Linked DNA regions of Mus musculus: all the other regions are linked to region 3. A link is a contact called in public HiChIP or PLAC-seq data. All regions are on one chromosome and are shown on one strand. The core of a region is the stretch at or near the end of the contact, and the rest is flanking DNA. Distances in the headings are between cores, read along the strand shown. Region 1 overlaps Dab2ip (disabled 2 interacting protein). Region 2 has its middle 31 kb from the start of Gm13446. Region 3 overlaps Ttll11 (tubulin tyrosine ligase-like family, member 11).

Region 1 (4,404 bases), core at 87-2,586, 180 kb after region 3:
GACACCAGTGAACTCTAGGCTAATAGTGAGAGAGCCTGTGTCTCAGGGAGAGGAAGTGAGGGGAGAGAGGGAGAGAGAGGGAGAGAAGCTGAGAAGGGACCTCAAAGTCAACACACATGTGCACACAAACAAACACTAATGGATACACACATGTGCACACACACAAACAAACACTAATGGATACACACATGTGCACACACACAAACACTAATGGATACACACATGTGCACACAGACAAATACTAACATATACACACTTGTGCACACACACAAACACTAATGGATACACACATGTGCACACACACACAAACACATACACACAGAGAGCAAGAAAGTGGAAACAGGAAGGCGGCATCTGAACCTTACCTCTGTCCAGGCTCCTGATCCAGGAAGGGGATAGGGCCTGCAGGACCACAGGTTGGGTACAAAGAAATAACCTCTCAGGCACTGTGTTGAGCAAGGGAAAGCGGGAGAGGGGAGCATGGATTCCGATGTCAGCTCTGGCCCTTACTGTGTGACCCAGCACAGTGTGCCCCCTCTCTGAGTCTATCATTCCTCATCCATAAGGAGGGGACTAAAAAATGATACTGGCTAGCACAGACTGGCCACAGGCAAGCCATTAAGGTCCATGACTCCTTCCACATCCAAGTGCTGGAGGAAGGAGCTTCAGCGGGCCCTTCCACTCTGCTCAATGTAGTCATCTTAGAAAGCAAAGTGTGTGTGGCCTGGAACTGTAAGGAGGAAATGAACACCACTGCAGTCTGCCTCATGGACCTGCCAAGAACAGGTTTATGATCCTCTACCATGTCACCACAGTCAGTATAGTCAGCCATGCTGAGCTTGGAACCCCGTGCAGAGAACCTGACCCACCATCTGCCTCACCTGGAATGCCCCCCTATTCCCTCCCAAAGTGGTGGAGAAGCTAACAAGGGGCCCAAGGAACCTCTAGGCAATTCAGTATGGCAGGGTCTAACCATTTAGTAGGCCCAGCCTGGTGACTTCAGGGCCCTAACCCTACTTGTCAGCTCACACACTAGCCTTTCACCCTGAGCCTCTCCTGATACAAGCCTGCTGTGGCCCCAAACCTTGGTCCTCCAATGACCCCAAGGGCCACAGTAGAGATCCAGCTCTCTGAAGAAATCGGGCCAAGCCAGCTCAGCCAGCCCCAACTGTCATTGGTCAACCGGATGTTCCCTGACCAGTGTTACTGTCACCACAGATCATCCTGCAGCCTCCATAACTCAATGGCTCCCTGTGGTCAGGGGTACAAACTAAGACCTCAGCTCTCACTAAGAGCCACCCAGATGTCCACTCGCTGCCCTCTGCTGCCTCCCGCTGGTGAGAAAACAGCCTGCAGACAGGCCAGCTCTACCCATGCTACTGTCCCCTTAGAACACTAGCTCTGGTTTCCTAAGCCTCTCACTCTCTCATCTCTCTCCAACTCCTAGTCCCAGCTGCACCTCAGAGCTCTATCAGGGATGCTGTTGCTTTGGGGCAGTAAGGGACAGTGTGAAGGGGGAGAAATAGGCCCCGCTACCTGGGGTTCTGGGCAAAGTATGGGAAGGGTGGACCCTGAAACACAAGCAGCAGGGTTAGACACCGGCTAACCGCCTACCTGCAGGCTTTGAAGCCCTCACAGCTGCCCTGTTTGGAGATGAAGAAAGAGGTCTGGAGACAGGTGACTTACCCACAGAGGGGAGCAGTGGCCCTCCCAGGTGCTCTGTGGGGAGACGTCAGCACTGTCTCCCTGGAGCACAGGTCGAGAGGAAAAGCCTCACACCATTCCACCTCCCCTTCACTGAACCCAGAATGCCACCCTGAATGAGAACGCCTGTAAGGAGCCTGTGACACAGCCCAAGAAGCAGTCTTCACACCCTCACGGTCATAAGGGAGGCCCCGGCAGAGACCAAGGGACACTCTGGAAGGTTCTAGAGCTGCAAAGAAGGTGTGCAGAGCTGTGTTTGTTCCCTTTCTTTCCTCTCCATGTCCCTATCCAAGCTGCCCAGGCTGGGCTAGTGCTTCCTGTAACTGACCAAGCAGGCTCCCACAAGGGCATGTAAGCTCAGGGGATCAAGGCTTAGGTGAGAAGAGCAGTTGGCTTGATCCTTTAACCCATCCTGAATGGCACCCTGACTCCCCGAATAAGCACAAATCCTGTTCATTCAGCCAGGAGATTGTTGCTGCCCCCTAGACCTGCACATCCTGAACAACTCCTGCATCTGGTGGTCTGACCAAAACCTACCTAAAACAGTCCCTCTCTAGAAAAGGGCCTCCTTCTGCAGAAGGCACACATGGCCAGATTGGTAGATCCTTCGGCCACCTCATCCACCTTCTACTCGCCTGTTCACACATAGGGAGACTACGGTAGGGAGAGGACAGAACAGCTGAAAACCTCAAGTGGGTACAAAGTACAAAGGCTTCTGTGCTCCCACTAACGCCCCTCACATTTCTTCTCCCTCAGCTTTTCCTTCCTGCTTCCAGCACGTCACTCGGGACCATTGGTCTGTTCCTGTTTGGGTCTATCTTCCTCTAACTATTGTCTCTTTTGTTGAGAAACTCCTGCATGTCCCTTAAAACCCAGTCATAAAGGTCCCCACTGTAAGAATTCTCTCATCTTCTTTTAGCCAGAGAGCCTTCATTCTGGGTTCCCACAGCACCCCAGGCACCGTCCCTGAATCAGAAACACAGTTTGTGCACAGCCCAACACTAGTGAAAGTGAACCAAGAAGACCTGCTTCTAGAAGCATCCACGCTCAACACAATGCCACGTTTATCTGCAGCTTCTGCAGTTCCCCCACCCCCAGCCTTCCTCTCTGACACTTCTCCATCTCACAAAATATAGCCCTGAGACCTAATTTCAGCCGAACCTTCAAAGTCTCCACTTTCAACTTCCCAAGGAGGGATCAACTGGCTTCCATGTTTCATTTCCCAGACCCTCTGCCACCTCCCACCCCAACCCTGCTAGACTGCTCAAGGTCAATGCCTAGGTGGACAGAGGAAGGAGGAAGGACTGAGCCCACACCTAGAGATGGAAAAGGCCAATGGGCCATCCAGGGTACCACAGCTATCAGCATTTCCTTGTCTCCGGTCAGCCTGATTCTTGGGAACACACTAGGAGACTGTGGCCCAGGAGGGCTTGGCTTGGGTTGACCCTACACCTGTAAACCCCACCACCTACATGGCCTTTCATCTTTGTCTTCCCCCTTCCCAGTACAGAGAAGGCAGACCTGGGTGGGAATCCCAAACACCTCCCAGAGAGAAACAGGCCACTGTGGTCACCTACTCTCAGCCCCTTCCCTATGGGATCTTTATCCCAGGTCCCCTGGGGAGCCACAGCCCCATGCTCACTGCAACTGAGAGTGGAAGCCATGCAGGAGAACAGGGAGGACCCGCAACTCGATCAAGTCACAAAGCTGGCACCAGGCCTTGAAGCCACATTAGAATATTAAGCACAGGGCCATCATCTTCATTTCACACAAAGAAAAATACTGAGGCTCTCTCTAGCCCCACACTCTAAGAGGCTGTCACCCATGTCCCACTTAGCCACCCATGCCCTATGAAACAGCCGTGGGGATAGCGCCTCACAGAACGAGTGAGAACCCTGGGAGGGAACACACAACCCAAACTGGAGATCCACTCTCAGCTGGGTGGGACCTCTGTCAGATCCAGTCCTCTGCTAGTCCTTGAGACCATCTACTCTGACACACAATCTCCCACAGGGCACCTTCTGTGAAAGATGGTGACATCCTGTCACCCAGGTTTGCAATGGCAGCAACAGTGGCAGGTTCATTACAGCCTGTGGTATCTCACCTGCCTCCCCCAGGCAAAACCATGTTCCCAGGCTCCCTCAGGGCCTACAGGGAGCAGCTGCAAGCTGGAGCTGAGGATGCCACGGCCGGAGAAAATAAGTGTTCAGGAATGGGGTGAGGTGGCTCTCCTCCCGATACCCCAAATGCCGTATCTTCTGTGCCCTAGTACTAATCCAGAGTCGGAAAGAGAAACCCAGTTGGGACTGTGGATCCAATGGATGGATGTGGTTGGTCAGAGTGCATCCCATCAGCTAAGTACCTGCTGCAGGGCCAGGTTGTTGTTTCACGCTTTACTGATAGAGATTCTAAAAGGCTGGGTGGCTAACCAGGTCACATCATAGCTCAGAAGTGCTAGGATTTGAATCCAGATCTTGTATCCAAACACTTCAGTTCATCCAGCCCCAGGCCAAGAGAGTCTCCACTCACAGCCCTGTCTTTAATGGCTACACAGAGCCAAAGGACCAAAGTGCCTAAGGGCAAGACCCTGACCTGGCCAACCGCCCTATCAGTACCTGATAAGTCAAGGGCTATGTGACAGAGATAACGACCCTGAACCCTGCCTTCCTCAGTATGTGAAATGGCAACACTTAGTGACAC
Region 2 (4,368 bases), core at 465-2,964, 240 kb after region 3:
TACGATTTTGGACAAGCCTACGTGCTGCAGTTTTAGCACAGGTCTTGGCATGGCTTAAGGCCGTCATCCTCTGGGAAGCCCCCCGACCTCCCTGCCCCACTGTCTACACCAACCACAAGGCCCTCTACAGGCAGAGCATGCTCTCTCTATAAAGGGGAAAAGAGAAAGAGGAGAGCCAAACCTCCGCCCACCTCTTCCTCACAGCTGGTGGTCTTCAACCCACACATACATGGTGCCTTCCCTCACAGCCGACAGGGGCAAAGGTGGACACAGGCTCCCGAACTTCAAGCTCCTTAAAGAACCTTTGTTAACCCCCTTCTCTCCGCACCAAATTCATTCCCTTGAAAACCCACATTCACAGATCATTTAGTTGGGCTAACTTAACCCTACCCCAACCAACCCATGTATAACCTAAAAGAAAATGAATATTATATTTAAAAAAATAAAATCTTTCAAACTCAGAGGGTCCTGCCCAGAACTTTGCTGGGGGTTGGCGTAGGGGGGCAAAAAGTATGGGAAAGAGGCGTTGGCTAGAGTATCCTATAACTGCTAAGACATCTTCTTTAAAATAAAAACGTCCCTGGGGAAGAGCAAGCAGGGACAGAGGCCCTGATGTCCATCACAGTCACATGCTTATACTGTGCACAGTACACTGTGTTCTCTCCATGTCTACTTCGAACCTAACAATCGCCCCACAAATAGGCCAGGCTGTCCCTAGTTTCTAGATGGCTACTGAGGAGGGAAGTGAGGGGTGAGGTCAGCACAAGCTGCAAATCCAGGAACAAACCCTGACCACCCTCCATTCCCAGTCCCTGGTGGCACCTTTGAGTACTCCCCAGACTCCTTTGTGGGGACAAAAAGCACCCAAGGACTGTCACAGAGCTCATTCCAAACTCAAATTAACACCTTAGTCCATGGAAAACGCAGTACCTTCCTGAGTGCTGGGTACAGAGACAGGTAAGGGATTGACACCAACTGTCCCCAGAGCCAGCAAGCTACCGACAGACAAGAGAGGGGCTTGGGGCTGACCCACTCATTCTCCTCTGTTCCCACCCTGGCTGCTCAAGGACAGTGTCAAGAGGCCGGAAGCAGAGAAAGCGACTACTGAGAGAAGGGACTCCCTGCTCACCCTGCCCTGCTTGCTACCTCTATTTCTCCTTTCACAGTCCCTCGTGAGGCCATCACACAGCTATTGGATGGACAGGACACAGCCTTATGCTGTAAGCTGTGGCGTCACAAAGACCTGTATTCAAATCCTGCCCTGGCACTTCTCCACCTGGCGACCTTGAGCAAGTCCCAAAGATCTCTCAGTCTGTTTGAGACCCAATGAGCTGATACTTAGGAAACCTAGTGTCCGGCCCGTAGGAAGTGCTCAGAAAGTGTGAGCAGCTGGTAGTTATTTGTATTATAGCTCAGAGAGGTCGGGTGCCTTGCCTGGGCTCAGACAGCCAGCACGAGGCACAGCAAGTGTTGACATTGGGTTCCAGGTCTGATCTAATCCGTTTCTTGACACAGAGCCCCTGCCCCTCTACAGGGAAGCTATGAGAAAGCATAGCCCAAATATTTATTATGCTTCAGTGGGTTCCCTAGGCCTACAGCTCATAGGCTGAGTACAAAGTCCCAACCAACAGGTTTGTTGTTCTACACACACACACACACACACACACCCCAGTAAGAGGCTCACAGTGGAAGTTCCCAAACCTTGGCATCATCCCCAGTCCAGAGGTGAGCGGTGAGCTCACGCCTGTGACTAAGCCACACTGACGCCAGGAGCCCTCTCTGGGAACCCAGAGACTTGGCTTCTAGCCCCAGAAGGAGTCACGATGCAAAACCAGGGTGCTTCCAGAGGTGGGGATCCCCAGCTCCTGTTGCTGAGATTAGGATGGTCCTGCCAAGCAGGGAGGCCTTGCAGCCAAGGGCCAACAGGGGCCTGGAGGGCAGGAGTTGAATTCCAGTTCAGACATGAACTTAGTGAAGTTTCAGGCTAGCCTGGCCTCTGATCACAGTGGTAAGGATAAGTGGGTACCAACTGCTTCTGGTGGCCCATCCGCTCAGATCCTGCTCATCTGTGACCACGGCTGAGCTGGAAGACGCTGAGCTCATGCAGGTACTGAGAAGTAGAAACTAGTGTTGAAGGAGGGGATTGGGCAGGCAGCCTGGAGAAGGCGGCGGGGAAAGGGGAAGTTAAACAAGCTAGGATTCGAGGCTGGAAGCCTGTCACACGGGAGTCCGGCAGAGGTCCCCCAGAGTCAGGCCAGGAGAGAACGCCTCTGGATACAGCCTCATCCCTGATGGCTTCCCTTCTCTCACCTCTGAGAGTGGAGATGGACAACCTAGACCACCTACTTTAAAAACTAGAAAGAGCCGAGAAACTCTTTCTGTGCCGGCTTTCCCCAAAGCTGGCTCTTCCTAGACTTCACAGGCAGCGGAAAACGAGGTCTCCTGATGTAAGGAGATGTGGGATGTGAGCAGACTTTCATACAGTCAACCTTAGAAGAGTGCCTATACCAAAGACAGAAGAAGCACTGTGTTCCTTACAGATCAGGGCACCGCCATGCTCTGTGACCCTCAAAGGCTCCCCGTCGTCCATGAAATCATATTCACAATCCCTCTGGGTTTGCTTTGTTTTAAAAACAGGGTCTCCTCTCACTCAGGCTGGCCTGGGACTCATATGGTGCCTTTCCTCAGCCTCCTGAGTTTTGAGGTCGCAGGTGTGAACTTGCAACCCCTAACCCCCAATCCTTATTACATCACTGAAGGTCCCCAATTTGGGGTCCTCATGACACTTCTCTGCCTCAGACGCGTCACCACCTCCCGGTTCCCTGACCTAGCAGGACACAGCTTTCTGCTGTTCTCTGGCCTGCAGCCTTTTCCCCTGGAGCCTAGACTCATCACTGGCCCTCCTGCCACCTTTAGCACTTGGCTGAAAAGTCTGCCTGACCCCCATCCCCTCCTCAGTCTGTGACTTGCCCTGGGTTCCTTAGAACGCAGATAAATGAGGCTGGGGACCTGCGTGGATTCTGGATGCAGTGTCTGGGTGCAGCCAGACACTGGGTGCACCTTCCCTCTGTGTACTCAGGAGAGCAGGCAGCCCAGCCCCCACCCACTTCAGCAGCAGCCGCAGAGCCACTCAAGGGAGATAATGGAGCCAGAGGGCTCTGCAGGGCTTCAAGTGTGACTCGAACCCAAGGGATTACAAGGACTATTTTTAACTCCCCACATCCTGACCGAAAAACAAATCCCTCACACACCCCGCCAATTCCTATCAGGGGGTGACAGGGCCTTTTAAGAATGTTCTCCTCCTGGAAGTAGCGCCAGCCAGTGTTGATGGCTGATGGCGGTCCCTCTGCCGGGAAAGGCCCTGAGGTCTCCGCTCCAACCACTGCCAGCTTCCACTATGTCTGGCCGGGTCTCCACAGCTCCCAGAAATAACGGTTTGCTTGTGGACACGGTTGTCATGTATTTTCCAGGATAGCCAGATGTGATCACAGCAAATGCTGAGAAAGGCCACACTCGTTCCTCTCCTTAGCCCCTCACCCAGTGCCCTCTCCTGGCCCTGGCCCTTCTCAAATAAGTGAGCCCCGCTAGAGCTCACCTCCAGGGGTCAAAGCTGAGGCACCTCTACCACAGGGAACTGGCTCTGTGGGAGCAAAGGCAGATAAACTGGGAAGGCATCTGAAAGGAACATTCATTAGCAAATATGGAGAGCTTTGCGGCTTCAAGGGTTCCTAGTTGCACAAGGGAATAGGGGGAACATTGCCCCTATCCCCCCAGTATCCACAAGACAGCTTCTCATGGCAACCAACCACCATGACCACAAGGAGATGAGAGTTTCCTCCCTCAGGCCACACTCTGCTTGTCACCAGGCCCACCTGCGTGGGTGTCAGCGTCTTTCTTTTGTATCTCCTGCAGAGGATGGCTCCCAAGGCTTCATGCATGCAGGCAAGCGTTCTACCTCACAGCGACAATCCCTGCTCTAAGTTCAGTCACTCGCTGTCCACCCCTCAGTCTCACCTCAGCAAGTGCCTCTGCTCGCATTCACCGTCATCACGAAAATGGCCAAGAGAATGGTCCACCAGGGGTATCTCAAAGGACAGACTCTGGTTGTGTTCCCAGAGTATTGCAAACAGCCTCTCCTGTGAGGAGCATTGAGAATCAGGAGGGAAGCAAGAGAGTGGGGGAGATGGTGGGATGGGGCATCTAGGGGTTCCTTTATCAGCCTGAGTGAGCCAACCATGTGTCCCCTTTCTCAGAGCCTCAGCTTCCTTAGCAGAGAAAGTCACCAGGAGACCGACAGAGGCCTGGGTAAAGCCAGTCCCATGAGATAAATGGACTTCACAAGCCAGGAGGTTTAAACAAATGCTGTGT
Region 3 (4,987 bases), core at 1,326-3,825:
TAGTAGGCTTCTCCATCATCAATAATGCGAATGATTTATCCACTAAAGTTGTTTTTTTTTTTTTTTTTTTTTTGAGATGGGTCTCATGTTCCAGGCTGTTCTCTAACTTGTTCCTGTCCTAGAGCTCCAAAGCCCCTGGCACTGGGATTGTAAGTGTGTGGGCTACCTGGTGGATGTTGTGCCAGGGCTCAGCCTCTGGGCTACCTCAGCCAGGCAGGAACTCCATCACCTGAGCGTCACTGTATAAGTCAACCAAGACCCCACTTCCCCATGAAAGTCCACTGTTCTCTACTTGCTTGCTGCTTCCCAAGCCCTTTATTTCAGTCCTTAAACCTTCAGAGACACGCAGGAGCCCACTCTTTACTGAATGATATGTCTGTCATTCTCAGACTTGAGCTTGATGTTCTCCAGGACAGTCAGGGCATGCCTCCACCTGAGCAGATCCAGAGCTGTCCTTTGCTGCTTGCCATTGGAATCTGAGGACCTCTCATTCTCTTCATAACCAACCCCCTGATTATGGGAACTGACGTTCCACTGTCTCACATTTTGTTCACTCTGCCAGGAAGACCCTGCTGCCTATCCATCTGCAGGCTGGATCCTTAGAAAAAAAATTGTTAGGTCAAAGAATAGGTGATTTTAAATTTTGATTGCTACTGCCAAAATTTATGAGGGTGTTTGGGGCCAGCTGCTGCTTGTAGAAGATAAGTAAATATGCACACATACATACTCATGCGTGCATGCACACACACACACACACACACACACACACACACAGGAGCTAACATGAAGAAAGTTGCCAACATTTTATGTCTCCATGTAGTGATAATTCCTAAATACCAATTATCACCAATTAAATGTGAAATTGGGACTTCCATGTGTCAAAATGTCTGCAATTTCACATGATTGAACTTAATGTTGTCAGCATGGTTTCATAAAGGCATGATCTCCATATGTTCACACCAGCGAGCGTGCGCGAGCACGCACGCGCACACACACACACACACACCTTTTGTGTTTTTCACTTCACTGTGGTGTGTGAACATTTAGTCTCATGTGTGGTGCAGCCCATCCTATGCCTCTGCCAGCAGCCATCTGCTCTGTGACTGAGAGGAAGGATCGTTTACAGGGAGATTGACGTGTTAGAGAGGGAATAAGTCACACATTCTGTCCCAGGTCCCTTGTATGATGGAGCCACTGTGGGGATGGTGTGTTAGTCATGAGCTTGTCACTGTAATAGAATAGTTGAAGAGACAAGAAGAATTTAGTTGGCTCATGGTCTCAGAAGTCTCAATCAGTGGTTGGCTAGCTACATTGCTTTTCTACCTGTGACGAGACAGAAAAGTTATGGGAGAAGGGTGTGGTGAGAGAGAAAGCTACTCACATCATTGTGGCCATGAAGCAAAGAGACAGCCATTGCAATGTGAAATGTAACTATAGACAATGCTTAAATATACGTGGCTGTGTTCCAATGAAGCCTTATTTACAAGAGCACATGACAAAGTGGTTTGATCCATTATTATGGGAGTAAAAACAAGAACAGACTGAATTTGGATCAATACTAGCTTTGGTGCTTAGAAGCTGTGTTTCTGAGGCAAGCTACTTCAGCCTTTGGAGGCTTTGTTTCCCAAAATGTAAAGCAGGAGAATGATTGCTCCCTCCAGACCTGGGAGAGCCAGCTGAGAGTGCATGCAAGTGGGAGCGTCTGGGACTGCAGACACGCACAGATGTGGGAGGGGTTTGGGAGTAGCTAGCTTTAATGGTAGATCTATACCCGGCAGCCCAACTTCCTTTCCATAGCTCCATCCAGGGAATAACATGAAAGAGCGGGAGGCAGGATACTGAAGGAGTGACAGACGAGATGCTCAGAACGTTGATTTGGTTTCAGCACAAGCACTGGGCAGACATGATGATGTCCCTGGTCCTCCTTGCACAGCCTTCGGGTGTCTATTCAGCAACGCCCTGGTCTCATTGCATCCATCTCTAGCAGCTCACGGCTTCCAGAAACACAGTCCTAGACAGATGTTCAGTCTGTCTGGGGATTAGAGATACCCTCTTCCATTAAGCATAAATTAACTTAATCACCAGGTATGAAAGATAAGCAACACAAACAAACAGCACTCCCTGAAGCTTTCATTAAAATTAAAATTGTACTTAAAATTTAGCTCATATTTTCTAGGACTCAAACCCCTTCAAAGAGATAGTGTCTGCTCTATGTTTTCTCTGATAAGTGGCAGAGATGAGGGTGCAGGAGACAGTGGTAGACTGTGTGGTTTGGCTTCACCTCCTGGTCCTCTCACCAATGCAGGATCTGGACAGTTTATAGAAGTCATTCATTCAGCCGGGTCTGGTCCCTAAGCACTTCCATCACTTGTCAGACTGGTCCAAGAAAACAGAACTCAGAGGCAAGATTCCCAGATTCTTACTGCTGGGCCCCACACTGTGGAAAGCACAAGAAAAACAAGAGAGAAGGAACGCCACCCGCCACAAATCATCACGAGCCCTGGAAGGCAAGCTTCCCCTGCTCCTGCTTGCTTGTCTGGGCTGAGCCGGATGAGTGCAGAATGGGCGACCGGCGGGTCACAGTTCAATGTAGTCTTTATCAAACATTACACACACGGAAGGAATTCAGCCAAGTCTACAGAGCACGGTAGGAAGACCATGGGAGGCAGAGACAGCTAGCCTCGAATCCTGGCTCTTTATTTTGTTTTCTGCCTGTAATCTTGGGCATATCTTACTAATTTCTCTGAGCCTCAAATCCCTAGTTTACCAAATAAAGAAAATAACTTCTTGCCCATAACATCATCGTGGTAATCAGAGGAGGTCACAGAAAGGCCTGAAACTTATCCCACCTAAAGCATACACGTAATTAAGAAAGTCACTGGATATCCACCACTTTGTGGACCCAGAAGAGATCTAGATCTCAGTGACAGCAAGGCTTTTCTTGGCCTGTGGGTCAGAGAGAGGAGTTCTGAGCAGCCTTCTGCTCAGAAAGGCAGCGAGAACACGAGAACACCGTGGTGACTGGGAACTGGAGGATTGTAAGCAGCATGATATTGTCACCTGGTGAGGGGGACAGGAAGAAAACCTGGAGGGTTGAACATCTCTTGGTATGTGCAAACATCCCTGGAGGACATGACCTGAAGTGTTCTGAACGATTCTTCAGTGAGTCTCAGAGTCCAGTACCATATTTCCCTAGACCAGACAATGTCCCTTACAGAAGGAACTTGCTTGCTTTGGCTGAACTGTAGAGCTGAGGGGAACCTAGGGGTAGAGTTGAGGACACAGGGTCCTACTGTCATACACAAATTAGGACCTATCTTTTGGTTTAAAAACCTGCTCCCCTCCTCATTACAAAACACAGCCCCATGCGACCATTTCAGGATCTCAACCAAGTCTGGCACACGTTCTTCAGAAATACCAAGACGCGCTAGCCAGAGTTTTATTTTGTGGTTTGCCTCTTTCCTATTGTAAAGTTGCCTCGTTAATCAAAACAGTCATTATATCCGAGACAATCAAAGATGTCTAGGCTCTTTCCTATGTAACCCAAAACATGCTCATTTATAAGAGAAATAGTTAGAATACTTATAAGGCAAGTATTATTTTAGAAAAAGGGGGTGGACAGAAAAGATGTTTTCCGCAAACATTTCTGTCTTGACAGCTCAGTGTCACTCTCTCCGGGAGCCCTCAGCCCTTTGTGGTGAGGACAAATGTGTGTTAAAGAAAGTGGCTGGGGTTGGTCTCTTATCTGCAGTCACAGTGATGGTAGCACCACTTTCTAAACTGCCACACTCATCTGACAGGAAGCTGTGAAGGCTCTGGAAGGTTCTAAAGCCAACATACAGGGTGGCAGAATGTTACATAGAGAAGTGTTTGGAAGCTCGCCGTAGATAAGCCCCAGTGAGAGCTAAATACCAGATGTTCTCAACAAGGGAAAACCATGATGCAAGAGACTTACCAAATTGCATTTGCAGAAACCAAATAGCGAAGTGTTGTTCCACCCCACCCCACCCCTGACTGCCACCCCTGCCCCAGGACACCTGCTATGAGTGAGGTTCAGCATCTGCAAAGCACAGAGACCATGTGGTACTGATTTTGTATCTGAAATTTCTATTGTGTAGGCAATGTAGCCAGCCCCCTCTGAGGCTTTGCATGCACATGGAAAGAATCCTGTCTGTATTGCTTACCACTCAGAGTCTCTCTTAGGAAATCTCACTGACTGTTGGGCCAGCAGCAAAGGGCTCTGGGATGTTGCTAGCAGTCATTGCTAGCAACCAGGACCTGACATGTCTCTTCCTCTCTTCTCTAGTGTCCCAGGCACCAGTGCATCACATGGTAATCCCCACCTGGCTTGTAGAGCCATTCAAATGAGTATAACCACACAAACCAGGAATGGTCATATGGCCCTGGGTCTCACACTGGAGGATGAGGCACGACCTAGAGCTTAGTGTTTGGAACCTTCTCAGCCTGTACTTTGGACCTACCTCTAAGCCTGCCATTCCCAGATGATCTAGAATGGGTGGTCCAGAGGACCTGGGCCCAGCTCTTTGACTCTGTTCCTCTCGTTTCCCATGGTTCTGGGAAAGTCCCTTCCCTACACTGGGATTCTCTTTTTCAAAAGACAGTTGGGTCTAAGCAATTACTATAGCACCTTCCAACAGTCAACTGCAGATCCATGAGCACTTTCAGTTTGGTCAAGACTGGCTTTTAGCATCATGGTGAGTCTTTGATTGTTAGAAACACTTGAGAGCCCTTGTATTTTCTGTTTTTTAAATGGTCTTGTGTGTACGTGTCTAAGCATCTTTACTTACTAGATTTACTCATTCCATGAGTTTGCTACTCTTCCTTCTCCTCCTTTCCCTTCCATCCTTCCTCCCTTTCTCTCTTCCCTGCTCTCTTCTTTCAGAGGCTTCCCATGCAATCCAGGCTGGGCTCCATCCCATCCTTTACACCCATCTTCTCAGCACTGGGAGGACAAGTGTACGCCACC

Evidence for each region. HiChIP or PLAC-seq counts read pairs in DNA pulled down with a chosen protein or histone mark.
Region 1: a contact with region 3 is called in an H3K4me3 HiChIP or PLAC-seq map of the SCID.adh cell line, with 9 read pairs. The contact joins two enhancer-like sites. A contact is called at or near these places in 1 of 39 promoter capture datasets (the 3T3-L1 cell line), 2 of 15 datasets of contacts at CTCF or cohesin (large pre-B cells and pro-B cells), 15 of 484 Hi-C or Micro-C datasets (the BV-2 cell line, bone marrow, bone marrow-derived macrophages and 11 more), 9 of 115 datasets of contacts at active chromatin or transcription factors (the SCID.adh cell line, embryonic basal ganglia, embryonic forebrain and 5 more) and 2 of 9 other capture datasets (embryonic stem cells and liver).
Region 2: a contact with region 3 is called in a FOXA1 HiChIP or PLAC-seq map of pancreatic cancer cells. The contact joins two enhancer-like sites. A contact is called at or near these places in 1 of 15 datasets of contacts at CTCF or cohesin (the NIH/3T3 cell line), 1 of 484 Hi-C or Micro-C datasets (bone marrow-derived macrophages), 10 of 115 datasets of contacts at active chromatin or transcription factors (astrocytes, embryonic basal ganglia, embryonic forebrain and 5 more) and 1 of 9 other capture datasets (embryonic stem cells).

What each region holds. Positions count from the first base shown.
Region 1 is chr2:35,646,828-35,651,231 of GRCm38.p6, reverse strand. All of the region lies in intron 2 of Dab2ip (disabled 2 interacting protein), which reads right to left. Among named protein-coding and RNA genes, the nearest start is that of Dab2ip, 27 kb to the right of the region's middle. Within about 2 kb of position 1,336, at least 9 of the 459 cell types and tissues checked have an H3K27ac peak or open chromatin away from gene starts, as enhancers often do. A contact at or near this core is called in the SCID.adh cell line, where this site is marked.
Region 2 is chr2:35,587,392-35,591,759 of GRCm38.p6, reverse strand. It overlaps a transcript of Dab2ip not described here. Among named protein-coding and RNA genes, the nearest start is that of Gm13446, 31 kb to the right of the region's middle. Within about 2 kb of position 1,714, at least 60 of the 459 cell types and tissues checked have an H3K27ac peak or open chromatin away from gene starts, as enhancers often do. A contact at or near this core is called in pancreatic cancer cells, where this site is marked.
Region 3 is chr2:35,830,494-35,835,480 of GRCm38.p6, reverse strand. The region is part of intron 6 of Ttll11 (tubulin tyrosine ligase-like family, member 11); the gene reads left to right. Among named protein-coding and RNA genes, the nearest start is that of Gm10829, 8.5 kb to the left of the region's middle. Within about 2 kb of position 2,575, at least 93 of the 459 cell types and tissues checked have an H3K27ac peak or open chromatin away from gene starts, as enhancers often do. A contact at or near this core is called in the SCID.adh cell line and pancreatic cancer cells, where this site is marked.